2 separate regions of the Zea mays genome follow, and region 2 is linked to region 1. A link is a contact called in public Hi-C data. All regions are on one chromosome and are shown on one strand. Each heading gives the region's core, a stretch centred on a gene start, on an enhancer-like site or on the middle of the called end of the contact. The rest is flanking DNA. Distances are from core to core; before and after follow the strand shown.

What was found. A called contact is a pair of places that touch in the nucleus more often than the background predicts.
Region 2: a Hi-C map of tassel shows a contact between it and region 1, with 2.2 times the contacts expected there. The contact joins the promoter of LOC100281739 here to the promoter of LOC100502525 in region 1. A contact is called at or near these places in 3 of 25 Hi-C or Micro-C datasets (ear, leaf and tassel).

The regions. Positions count from the first base shown.
Region 1 is chr2:228,952,421-228,958,016 of Zm-B73-REFERENCE-NAM-5.0, reverse strand. It overlaps LOC100502525 (Ribosomal protein L31), which reads left to right and starts at 2,634. Exons shown (of 2, transcript NM_001324023.1): 1 at 2,634-2,925; 2 at 5,282-5,596. The coding sequence starts at 5,291. The coding sequence ends at 5,497.
Region 2 is chr2:229,097,094-229,102,483 of Zm-B73-REFERENCE-NAM-5.0, reverse strand. LOC100281739 (transport inhibitor response 1 protein) reads right to left here and starts at 4,052. Exons shown (of 4, transcript NM_001154659.3): 1 at 3,926-4,052; 2 at 1,983-2,492; 3 at 499-1,000. The coding sequence starts at 2,434.

The DNA.
Region 1 (5,596 bases), core at 1,385-3,884:
TCCTCCTCTGACAGATTACAAAAGCGCTCACCTAAGCGCCTGATAGCTTTAGCTGAAAGTGAGGGGGGCCCTCACACTTGTGCTGACACAACAAACAATTCTTCTTTTGGCAAGAGCCTTGCCTGAATCCAGCCCGGGCGTCACATAGCCTCTTGCTTCTCCTCAGGACTGATTCCACAATAGCAATATTAGGCTTGGAGGAGGTTGTGTCCGAAGGGACAGAGGTGTCATCAGAAGATTCCTCAGAAACAACCGAATCAGGGAGCGTGTCCACAGGACACTTCCTGGGGATGACAAAAGGGATTGTCACAGACTCAGGCTCCAACAAAGCTGAAGGAATATCTGAAGACAGGAACTTTTTGGACCAGCTAAAAGAATCTTCGTGCATCAAGTTGGATAAGAAAAAAGGCGCCCATTTCTTGGGGACCTGCACCGAGGTCACTGAGCAATCCGCCGGAGCAAAAAATCTCTCCCAGATCCTGTTAAACTGGGCATTCCTTTTCCTCTCTAAGAGACTCAGCAAAACAGGATCCGCATGCCAATCATGCGAAAACATAAAGTTCAACCCCACGTTATTGTGCCCATTAACAAAAGGCTCCACCGGCTGGGCATCCGGAATAACTATATCCCCAGGCACGGGAGGAACATCCTGCATAGGTGGGCCATCAACCTCTTGGGGCCCAATCATGAGATGGTCGGCAGGGGCATTAAAGTTTGGCACCGGCCCCACAACCACCGGGTCCTCAGGAATCTGCCCATTCAGAATCTGACCATTCTGCAGCAAGGCGCCATGAATGTGGCCAGAAGAACTATCAGAGGATAGGTCCGAATGGGGGTTGCTGACTTGCTGCTCATCAGGTGGCTGGTCCAGAAGGGGCTGCTGAGGTGGTTGAACAGGAGGATCATTGACAATCCATTGGTCCCAGTCACCTTGAATGTTGCCTGCAGGTTGATCTTGAACGTTGTCACCAGGTGGAAAATTAAGATCCCAGTCCGCCGCCGGCACAGGTTGACCCAGACCAAAAAACTCAAAAGGAAGCTGTTGCCCATCCGCCGGGGCCGCTGGCACCGGGTCCTCATCTTGAGGCTGACCCCCCAACAAAGTTTGCTGGATAATCTCACACTGCACCGTCCACGAATCTCCAAGAAAGCCATCAGCGTCTGAAAAAACAATGAACTGTGGGACCTCCTCCAGGGACGTGACCCGCACCCTGAGCAAAGTCCTATAAATATTGCGTCTGTCTTCTTCCCACAGAATCAGTCTGCCAAAGGAGCCAATAGCCACCTGCAAGTGCTCTGAAGAACGGTAGTCCAGAGGGAATCCCAACAACATAAGCCAACATTCCCGGTTAAAATAAAGGGCCCTATGGTTCCAAGCATCATTGTGCCGCTGAACAGTGAAAGTAGCATCAAGATACTGCTGCGGACCGAGCAGAACAAGGTTGTCTCTTTCAAGAATGCTGCTGAACTGGACCAAAACCTGCCCCAGGTGCGACCGCTGGATATCGCGCACCCCAAGCCGACGGTGCTCCACAAGGTATTCTCTAACCACATCCCTCACCGCGGGGAAAGTAATCTCATGGTCAGGTAAAGGTTGAATGCTGATAATAGCCCAGTCCTCATGCAAAGGCGGGAGACGCCGAGAGACTGACCTGGCCATAATATCCCGGTGAAGGACCACCGAAGCGCTGAAGCCCGGAGGGAGGAAGGGTTCGGGATCAACGCGCCTAAACGCCATCTGAGCAGGAAGCGAGGATCGACAACCAGCAGACGAAGACGGAGCAAGTTGGGGTTTTGTTGAAGTGACGCCCAGAGAAAGCGTCAGGGTGCGTCTGTGTCGAATCGCCTAGTGTTGCATATGATTGTTTAACTTTAGTTGATGAGTGCGATTACGCATGAGGAGATGAATTGAGTAGCAAGGTGAAACTATAGTGCCACGAATGTGTTTGTAGCCAGGTGAATTTGGTTAGCTGGACTAAAGTTCAGCTAACCAAATTCTCAAGATGTCTGGAGCTTCAGGACTTATTATGATTGTTCTGGGACTGTATTTTTATTAGGCTGTGCGGACTGCATATGGTTATGAACTTATGGTCAGAGTTTTTTTTCTTTTGGAATTTGTTAGAGGAAAAGAAAGAAAATAAGGGGCTGTTTGAGAGAGCTTTGCTTCAAAAACTTCAGCTTTGGTTTTCCAGTTTCACTATAAAACAGCTTCAGCAAATTGTTAAAGTGAGTTCTAGGAGCGTTTGGTTAGTATATGGACTCCAACTTCTATAGTACAATTGATTTGTGTGAGTTTCCTTGATTACCCTTAATGATTAGTGTGTTGTCGCCAGAGAGAACGGAAGTTGTATGTTGCGTAACCAGTGGCATGGTGGGTAATTTTCGTACAACTTCATGAGGAGATATAAAAACAGTGTTTTTGAAGCACCCTCTAAGGAGCTTCATGAATTTCATGAAACGGACCTCTAGTTTCGATTTTTTTAAAAACTAAAGCTCGTGGAGCTGAACCTGTTTGGGTTGAAAAAATTAGAACGAAATTGAAATTCTTGAAGTGAAGCTCTCCCAAACATAGCCTAAAATTTAAAGAAGTTCCAACCGGGGGAGATTAGTATCGGTGACCACTGACCATCAGTGAAGTCTGCACTGCATACCCTCCACCCCCGCGTCCGAGCGCGACCCTGGCCCCGGCCCGTCTCGCCTGACCGCCGCCACGCCGACGGCTGACCAGCACGCGGGCCCAGCACCCCCGACCTCGTCCTCACCGGCTCACCCTGACCGCCGCCGCCCACCACTCACCTCGCCTCCCCAACTTCTGCCAGCTCGCATCCCGCCGCAAGAAACGCCCGTGCCGCCGCTGCCCTAGCACCTAGGCCAGCGCCCAGGTCCCCTTCTTCTCGCCCTTCGCCAGCGACGAGCACCCAATAGGTACGCTACGCCCACCCCTTCTCTTCCGTTGCTGCTCTGCGAAACCGAACACCCAAACCCTACATTAAACTATCTGCATTCAGATCTGGTTACAGTCGTAGTAGACGTGTACTTTGCCTCTAAACTTCGATGTTTTCTTCGTGTTCTTGTCTGCAAAATTTCATTTTTTTTACAAGAAAATATTGTTCTCAGTTCTTTTACGGTGTCCGTCTCTGGATTGATTAAAAATGGCTGCTCTGGCTTGTTTGTTTTAGCAGCTTGATTAGTTTGCTGCCAAAGAAAAGAAACCTGAATAATTTGATTAGTTTGATTGTAATAGTTTGATACTGTTACCTTGTAATCTAATTGACTTAGAATCTTCCCTATGTATTGTGAAGTGCGTAATTTAGTTGGTATCCTTATTTTTCGTTGAAGCGTGATAATTTGCTCGGCATAATCTCCATTGAAAAGTGAATAGAATCTTCTTTGAGTATTACCAACATTCTAACAGCAATTCATGCCTTGTGAAGTTTCTAATTTGATTGGTGTCTTTATTTTTTCTCGAAGCATAATAATTTGCTTGGCATAACTTCCATTGAAGACTGAATAACATGTGAAATAAATTGTCTCGTTTGTATTTAGATCTACTAGCTCCATGCCTGTTGTTACAGGAGAGGCAAAATTTGGGAATACTATTGATGACTGGTTGGAACACTTGCAAAATAGCCAATCCAAGATACGATCCATTAGCACTGTACTCGTGGAAGATATGTGCATGCATTGTTAAGAGAATACGGACACCACCGATACTTTGTAGATGCATAAATTTTCCTAGACTGGTTACATGTATTAAACTGAAAAATGAACCGGTGTATCCATACAACTAGGGCACAAAATGTCCGAAGAAAGAGATCCATGGCTCTCAAACTTGAGGAATTGTGGTTAGCAAAGTTATTTTAGCTCATAAGTATGTCCTTCTCTTGTTTTTCATTGGTATAATCCTAATATAATCTGGAAGTAAGAAATGACTAGAGTACAAGGGCAACATGAAAACACAAATTCATTAGTGTTAGCCACCTTAGCTGTTTATGTAAAACAAATTACAAAAGACAAGTAATGTTTCCAGCGCTAATATGGTCTGGTAAATTATGATTCTTTTACCAATAAGGCCATGCATGAATAAAACATGCCGAATCGTTAGAAGATAATCTGTGGTATGAACGTTCTCTTGAAAAACTTTAAGCTGCTTAATCGGTTATAATTGCTATTAAACGGATCACATGAATCTGAGGTGTGAACCTTTTCTTGAAAAACTTTATGCTGCCTAATCAGTAAGAATTGCGATGAAATGGATCACATGAATCTGAGGTATAAACCTTTTCTCGAAAATCAGTTAGGAGAGTAAAGCAAGCCAAACTGCTTTTTAGGTAGGAGTAATCTGATGTATGAAATTTTACTTGGAAAAAAATAAAAGCTGTCTAATCAGCTTATTTGTTCTGAAATAAAGAACAGAAGCTAGAGGCATTGGACAGAATTACCATACATCCTGACACCACTGGTTCCAACTAGCAGCGACCATGGTCCACAGGAATGAATTTTGCATCTCCCCACAGGCTGCTGGTCAGTTTGCTCCTTGCACAATGTGCCCTGTTGCGGACCATCACATGATTTTCCCACTGGTGTATCTACTCTCTTTCACCGACCTAGGTCACCAAAAAAATCAAGAATCTTGGAGAGGAGTCTGTAAAGGCATGGGAGGAAGCAGAGTTCGATGGCTTGGAGTCATGGCAATCTTCGTGCTGCAGTTTTATGATGCCATTGATTTGGATGGTGGAATTTGAATATACTATCGGTCTCTACTGCAACTCATCAAATTGGGGTCTATGCCTTCAGTTATCTTCTTGAGTGGTAGTGATTGCTTTGATGATTACATTCATTTATTTTTCTCTCTAAAATGGTCATGTCATGTCAGTGCTGATACCATGTTTCTACCCACCTTTATTTCTGTCACCTTCTTTTTGAATACTTATAACTTAGGTTTCGGGGATTATTACTAACTAATAGGAAACAGCCAGTTCCCACCTTTGTCCTGTTTCTCCCGCACCCACCTAAGATAGCTCACGCATGCGGCACCCTTCTGGGTTGAAGATTCCTACTTACCTTGTGTAAGCAGAGGGCAGCACAGCTTCTCTAGAGGATAGCACATTAGCACTGGGCTATTAGCTGTATTGCCTCCTTGATTAACATCTCTCCAGGATATTAGACGTTCGTTAACTGTATCTATTTGGTCTAACTCACAAAGAGGTTGAGCATCTGAAAATGCCATTGTTATTGTTATTTAACGGATGCATTTGCTCTCCTGGTTGCTTCTGAATAGGTCTGAAGGATGAGAAAGGGACTGCATCCTCAGATGCAATGGATCTCATATGTGACGCAGAGTGGTAGGCTGATCAATACCATGATGACCAAGGTGAACCATACCGGCAAAGTGTACCACATGAGGGCCAAGCGACAAATGGCTCAAAGCCTCGGCCAGATCGCAAAGTTCAAACGTCGATACGAGCAGGAAGCAGTGGAAAGCAAGGACAAGTAGTTGGGACGGAGCTATGGCCTCTGTAACCTAAGTCGGTTCTGTTGACTGCACAGTTTTCAGCTAAGGACATGATTTTATTTTAGATCACATCATCTTTTG
Region 2 (5,390 bases), core at 2,803-5,302, 140 kb before region 1:
TGGACCGCCCAAGGATGTCACAGGGAGACGCTTCAGCGGAAGAGGTAGGGGTGAGGATCGGGGCCGACGTCTCAGGGGGGGAGGGATCCGTAGAGGCAGTAGCGTGATGGGAGGTGGTCGCCGGCCCCGGAGTGGGCACCGGCGAGGGCTGGTGGGGAGGTGAGACGTCGGGGGGAGCGGGAAGGTCAGGAGCGGGAAGGTCAGGAGCCATCTTCCTTTTACTGGGTATTCGCGTAGACATAGTCCTGTCAGTCTATATGTCAAAAGGCTAAGATTAACTAATGTTGTAATAGTTCCAGAACAATGCAAAAACACCCAATAGGCATTACAGTCATAGGACACACGATTGTTTTTTCAACCATAACATAATATATAATAGTAATAATACAGTGAATTGCACTAGGTTCTCCAATCAGGCCATATATTTGAACAGACAATTAGGCTAGTTCAATGTAACGAGAGGCTAAACTTCCTAGCAACACCACAAGTAAATCTTACCCATAAGACATGGAGCTTCTTACAATGACGAATAATACCGATAAGCTGGGTACTCTGAATCAATGTAGCATAGCTGAGATTCAAGCATGTAAGATTTCTGATCTTGCAATTTGACAAAATTCCTTGAACATAAAAGCCTGGAGCATCCCAAAAACCAGATATACTCTTCAGTGAAGTGCAGTTCTCAAGAGCTCTACATAAACTGGCATATGCAGCAGGGTCATTGCCTTGTAAAAAGGATCCTGTGCCTAAATCCTCTAGCTTAGGTGTGCGAGAAAGGATTCTGGACAAAACATCAAATGGAACTGCAAGATTCAGCCTTAAACTTTTAAGATTTGGACTCCTTGCAACAAGTTCCTCCAGTGCAACAGCATTCACCTCCCCAGTCAAGCAGGAAAAATTCAAGCATTCTAGTGATGTTGAAGACTTGGGAAAACAATTAATCCACTGATGGTCTTGATGTTTCACACAACTCTTTTGTAAGTCTAGTTCCTTAAGAAACCTGAAAGTGAAGAGCTACAAGATATGTAAAAATGTAAAATATTGTGGACTAACCATGAGTAACATCTCTTTAGCAAACTAAATAGTAAGATGACACTTTGTCAATTAAAATGAAGTTTTCTTAACACAATAGAAGATGCCAAAACTGGAAGCCAATAATGTTATATAACTGCAGCTTGAGCTTTCTTCCATCATTGAAATCTATTTGTTCTAGCTAGATGTCTCAATCATGCCTTTTCAGTATGTACTTTGCTAGAGAGATAGAAACAAGGAATGGAACTCATACAATCACTCAAGCACTAGACAATAGGCATGTACTAAGCAGACTAGAAACTACTGTACCATCTTTGTCAAAGATTTTAGTTCGAGAGCTTAGAAACCGGGAACGTGGAACTTGGCCATGTTCCTCGTTCCAAGAACGTTCATTCCGTTCCAGGAATCTGGGAACAATCTCATTCCCGTAGTGTTAAAACCTAGTTTAGTAGCGTACCACTACCACGTTCCCGTTCCTCGATCCCATCGACCCGGGAACCTAGATACTAAGTTTGAGAGTTTATGCTCTGCCAAGCATTGAAGATCTCAATTATGGTATTTGGATATAAACCAAAGTAAACATAAACAATATTTCAGTATTCAAGTATCATACAGATAAGCTATGGAAAAAACTAGAAGTGTAGATAACTTCTGTTTCGTAGATTTTGCATTGCGTCAATTATTTGCATTGGGAAGTCTTTATCTATAAACACACAGCAGATAACTTTTAATAATCAATAACCAAGGAAGTATACAGAGATGGAAAGGCATACATGATCTGGTATAATATGGTGTAGACACAATAAACTCAGCATCAGCAGGATGAAGATTGCAAACATAATACTGAAATGGATTGTTTGTTAATTAAATGGGCATGCTAGATGAACTAAAACAATGGTCACTAGGCACTTTCCCAAACATGATAATGCCTAAGTTTTCAGAATTCTCACCTGCAATTGGTGGCAATATTAGCAAGCCCGGTAGTACTGAACCCCTCACAACAAACAAGGACAAGTGATTTAAAGTTGGTAAAGGATAGAGAAAGCAACTTGAGGCATTCATCAGTCACAACCATAAACTTCAGCCGGAGCTCCTCAAGACCTGGGCATGCACGGGCGCACGCATCCACCCATGGATTTGCAGTGGCACCCCAACCCGCCGGGACAAGGTTGAATTCAGCAAAGTGCGGTTTGCCCTTCAAGCTCAGTGCACGCATGTTGGGAAACCGCATGTGTACACGCTCTGGGCACACCGCATAACAGTTTCTTACAAGCACTGAATGGCGGCCATGACGCTCAATGTCGTACCATGCCCGGCAGACCAAGGACACCGCGTTGCGGTCCTGATGCGACGTTACATAACCAAGGATATACCCTACTACTTCATCAGGAAAGTATGCCATTGTGACGCCCCTGGAATACTAATAAAACTCCATACACGTGTAGTTCCCCAAAAGTTGCCTGCTCACAAACAAACAACATGGACAGAATTTTATATTATCAGCTAGAGGCATTAAGTAACGAACATTTGCAGCAATGAACGCCAATTTGGTACTCCTCTACGGGCCAGTTTGCACAAAGCAGACCTTGGTTGTAAAGTTCTACTAATCGACAAGAGTTAACACGAATACTATTAAATATATATTCCATGATTTTAATATTATTAACTATGTGTTAATTATATTATCTATTAACAAGAAAAAGGCATATAAAGAAGAGTAAGATAATTTTTGTATGATAAAGGTATTTTGGTCTATACAAAGGCTAAAAACATGGCAACGACTGCTATGCAAGCAGTCCTTCCTTGCAAGCGTGCAAGCAAACCATCTGATCCATTAGATTACGATCCAACCGTAGGTCACATTTAACACTTAAACCCTTCCACCACCAGCTCAATAATCTTTATAAAAAACCCTTAACAAACCTTCTTTGTATCTGTGGTTGGGTCGTAATATAATGGATCAGATAGTTTGCTTGCACGCTTGCAAAAAAGGACTGCTTGAATAGCAGTCGTTGCCAAAAAACATAAGATATAATGTTACAAAAAAAATAGGAGTATTATATCAATGTATTTATAGGCATTTTGGCAAGTTCTACGGCTCCATGACCATTTGGCGAAGCCACGTGTTGGCTGGCGTGTACATTATTTCAAATATCTCGCACAAAGCAACGCTTAATCGACAAGAGTTAGCACAGAACACGGATCAGAAAGCAGTTAATGGATTGCGTAGCAGAAGCAGTTGAATTAGCAACAGCTCATATAAAATCCATACCTGTGTGTGTTCTGACAAATTGCCAAATTGGCCCTGAGGAAGAGGGCAAACATCACAGAACACGGATCGGAAAGCAGTTAATGGATCGTGTAGCAGAAGCAGTTGAATTGGCAACAGCTCACATAAAGTCCAAAACTTCAGACTGGCAGAAATCGTATGTGTTCTGAAAAAAATGCCAAATTGGACCTGAGGAAGAGGGCTAACTTTTTCGTTTTTGGACCAATCCGAGGGCAACCTCACTACCTCAGCCAAAGAATCCCTCCTACGAGAGACGAAGTCCCCCAAAACTACAAGATCAGATGATCATTCATTTCGTGACTCAGAATCCGAGCCCTAATAAAGAAAACAGAAAAAAAAACAAGGCACCACACCGAACCGGATTTACACGAAATTGGAAAATCATGAGCCACAGCAGGGAGAATCGTTGGCCTAACCACACTAGATCGTCCGATCAACCCCAATACTAAACCCTAAATTTCCCCGCAGAGCCCACAAGAGGGGAAAGAGGTAACTCGCTAAAAAAATTCCCCAATAAACCTTGAGGAACCAGGAAACGCAGCGATCAGAGACCGATCGGATCGGAGAAGGGGGCGACGAGATGGAATCTGCAGGGGAGAATACCGGGGATTTCTCGCGTGAGGGTGGCGATTATTGGATGGTCGCTTGGAACCGCCGCCTCCTACGCTACGCCAGTCGTGAGTCGTCAGTCGACTTCGACTCCTAGTCGTAGAAGCCGAGGTTGTTACGTTACGTCTCTCTATTGTTGTTTTTTTTTTTGCTAAATATTTATAGATCAAACTTCCGTGCAAACGTGCAATCCTGGTCCTGGATCATGCGTCCTTGATTGCCGGCTGATATTTTACAACTACACCCTCTCGCCAAGGCAATTCGATTTTACGAATAACCCCTTCAAATTTGTTCCCTCAAAAATTATTCCTTAGCCCACGACGAGCCTCAGCCCTCATGTAACCATCGATCTCCCACGACGGTTCCGTTCTTGCCGCCGCCGGCGATGGCACAAGAAAGGGTGGTAATGGATCATGGCCCTAATACTTGCTTTAAAAATCAACAAAGCTCTTAATTTTGTTAGTTCAAAATTGTATCGTTTTATGATTTGGTCCTAACTTGACTCGATCCTTAAATTTGCTAGGCTAAATTAAATGGCCCGTTACCACCCCTAGGCACAAGACGATGGATGGTAGTCCCGCCGCCTCTTCCCTCCTCTCGATCGTCGCCTCCGCCCATGTCTCCTAGTCCATATGTGCGCCATGAAGATTAAAGAGAGACGTTATTGGGTCTTTTTATCTTTACTAGGTAGGTGCCCGTGCGTTGCGACGGCACATAAGTTGTTTAGAGAGATCTATGGTTGCTCGTCCAAGTCAATGACATGCTATCGTTGTTGCTAGGCACCATCATCCGAATAAGGATATAAGTATTCGGGATAGAAAGGAACATGAAGTTCTAAACAAAACCGAACATGTGCTTGGCGGCTCCTATCTTGCGAAACGATGGAGATCCTCTTGCATGGACGACAAAAATAACATTAATTAATTAAAAACTATAAGATTGATTAAGCTAAAGTAAACGCTCAACATCCACAAACAAGTATTGTAGTGCAGTGCACTTTAATACGCAAACGCTCCCACTGCTCACCTCTGCATGCAGTTCATAACACCTCGTGCAAATTCGTCCCCTATCAAAGAACGTGCTGAAGTATAAAAAGGCTCGTATGATTCATCATCATTGACTGATCAGTTTTCATAACTACAGTGAAATTGTAGGCTCATGCCACACCATATGCGATAACATCATCGCTTGGTCATTCACACAAGTGGAAATTGTATGTGCGAGAGCAATAACAATAGAAGTGAGCAGCCCTCTATTTCATTGAAGGCTTCATTTTACCAACAAAATAGTGGTATGAACAGCTCGAAAACTAATTCTAAAACTTAAAATCTTGAACCACATTGTATCTCTACTACTCTAAATGTAGCCTCCCAAAAATTCAAATTCTGAAATTTTCTCAAACTCGCCCTAAATTCAAAATGAATTTGAAATTTCATTTCAAAATGTTTGTTTGCGAGTT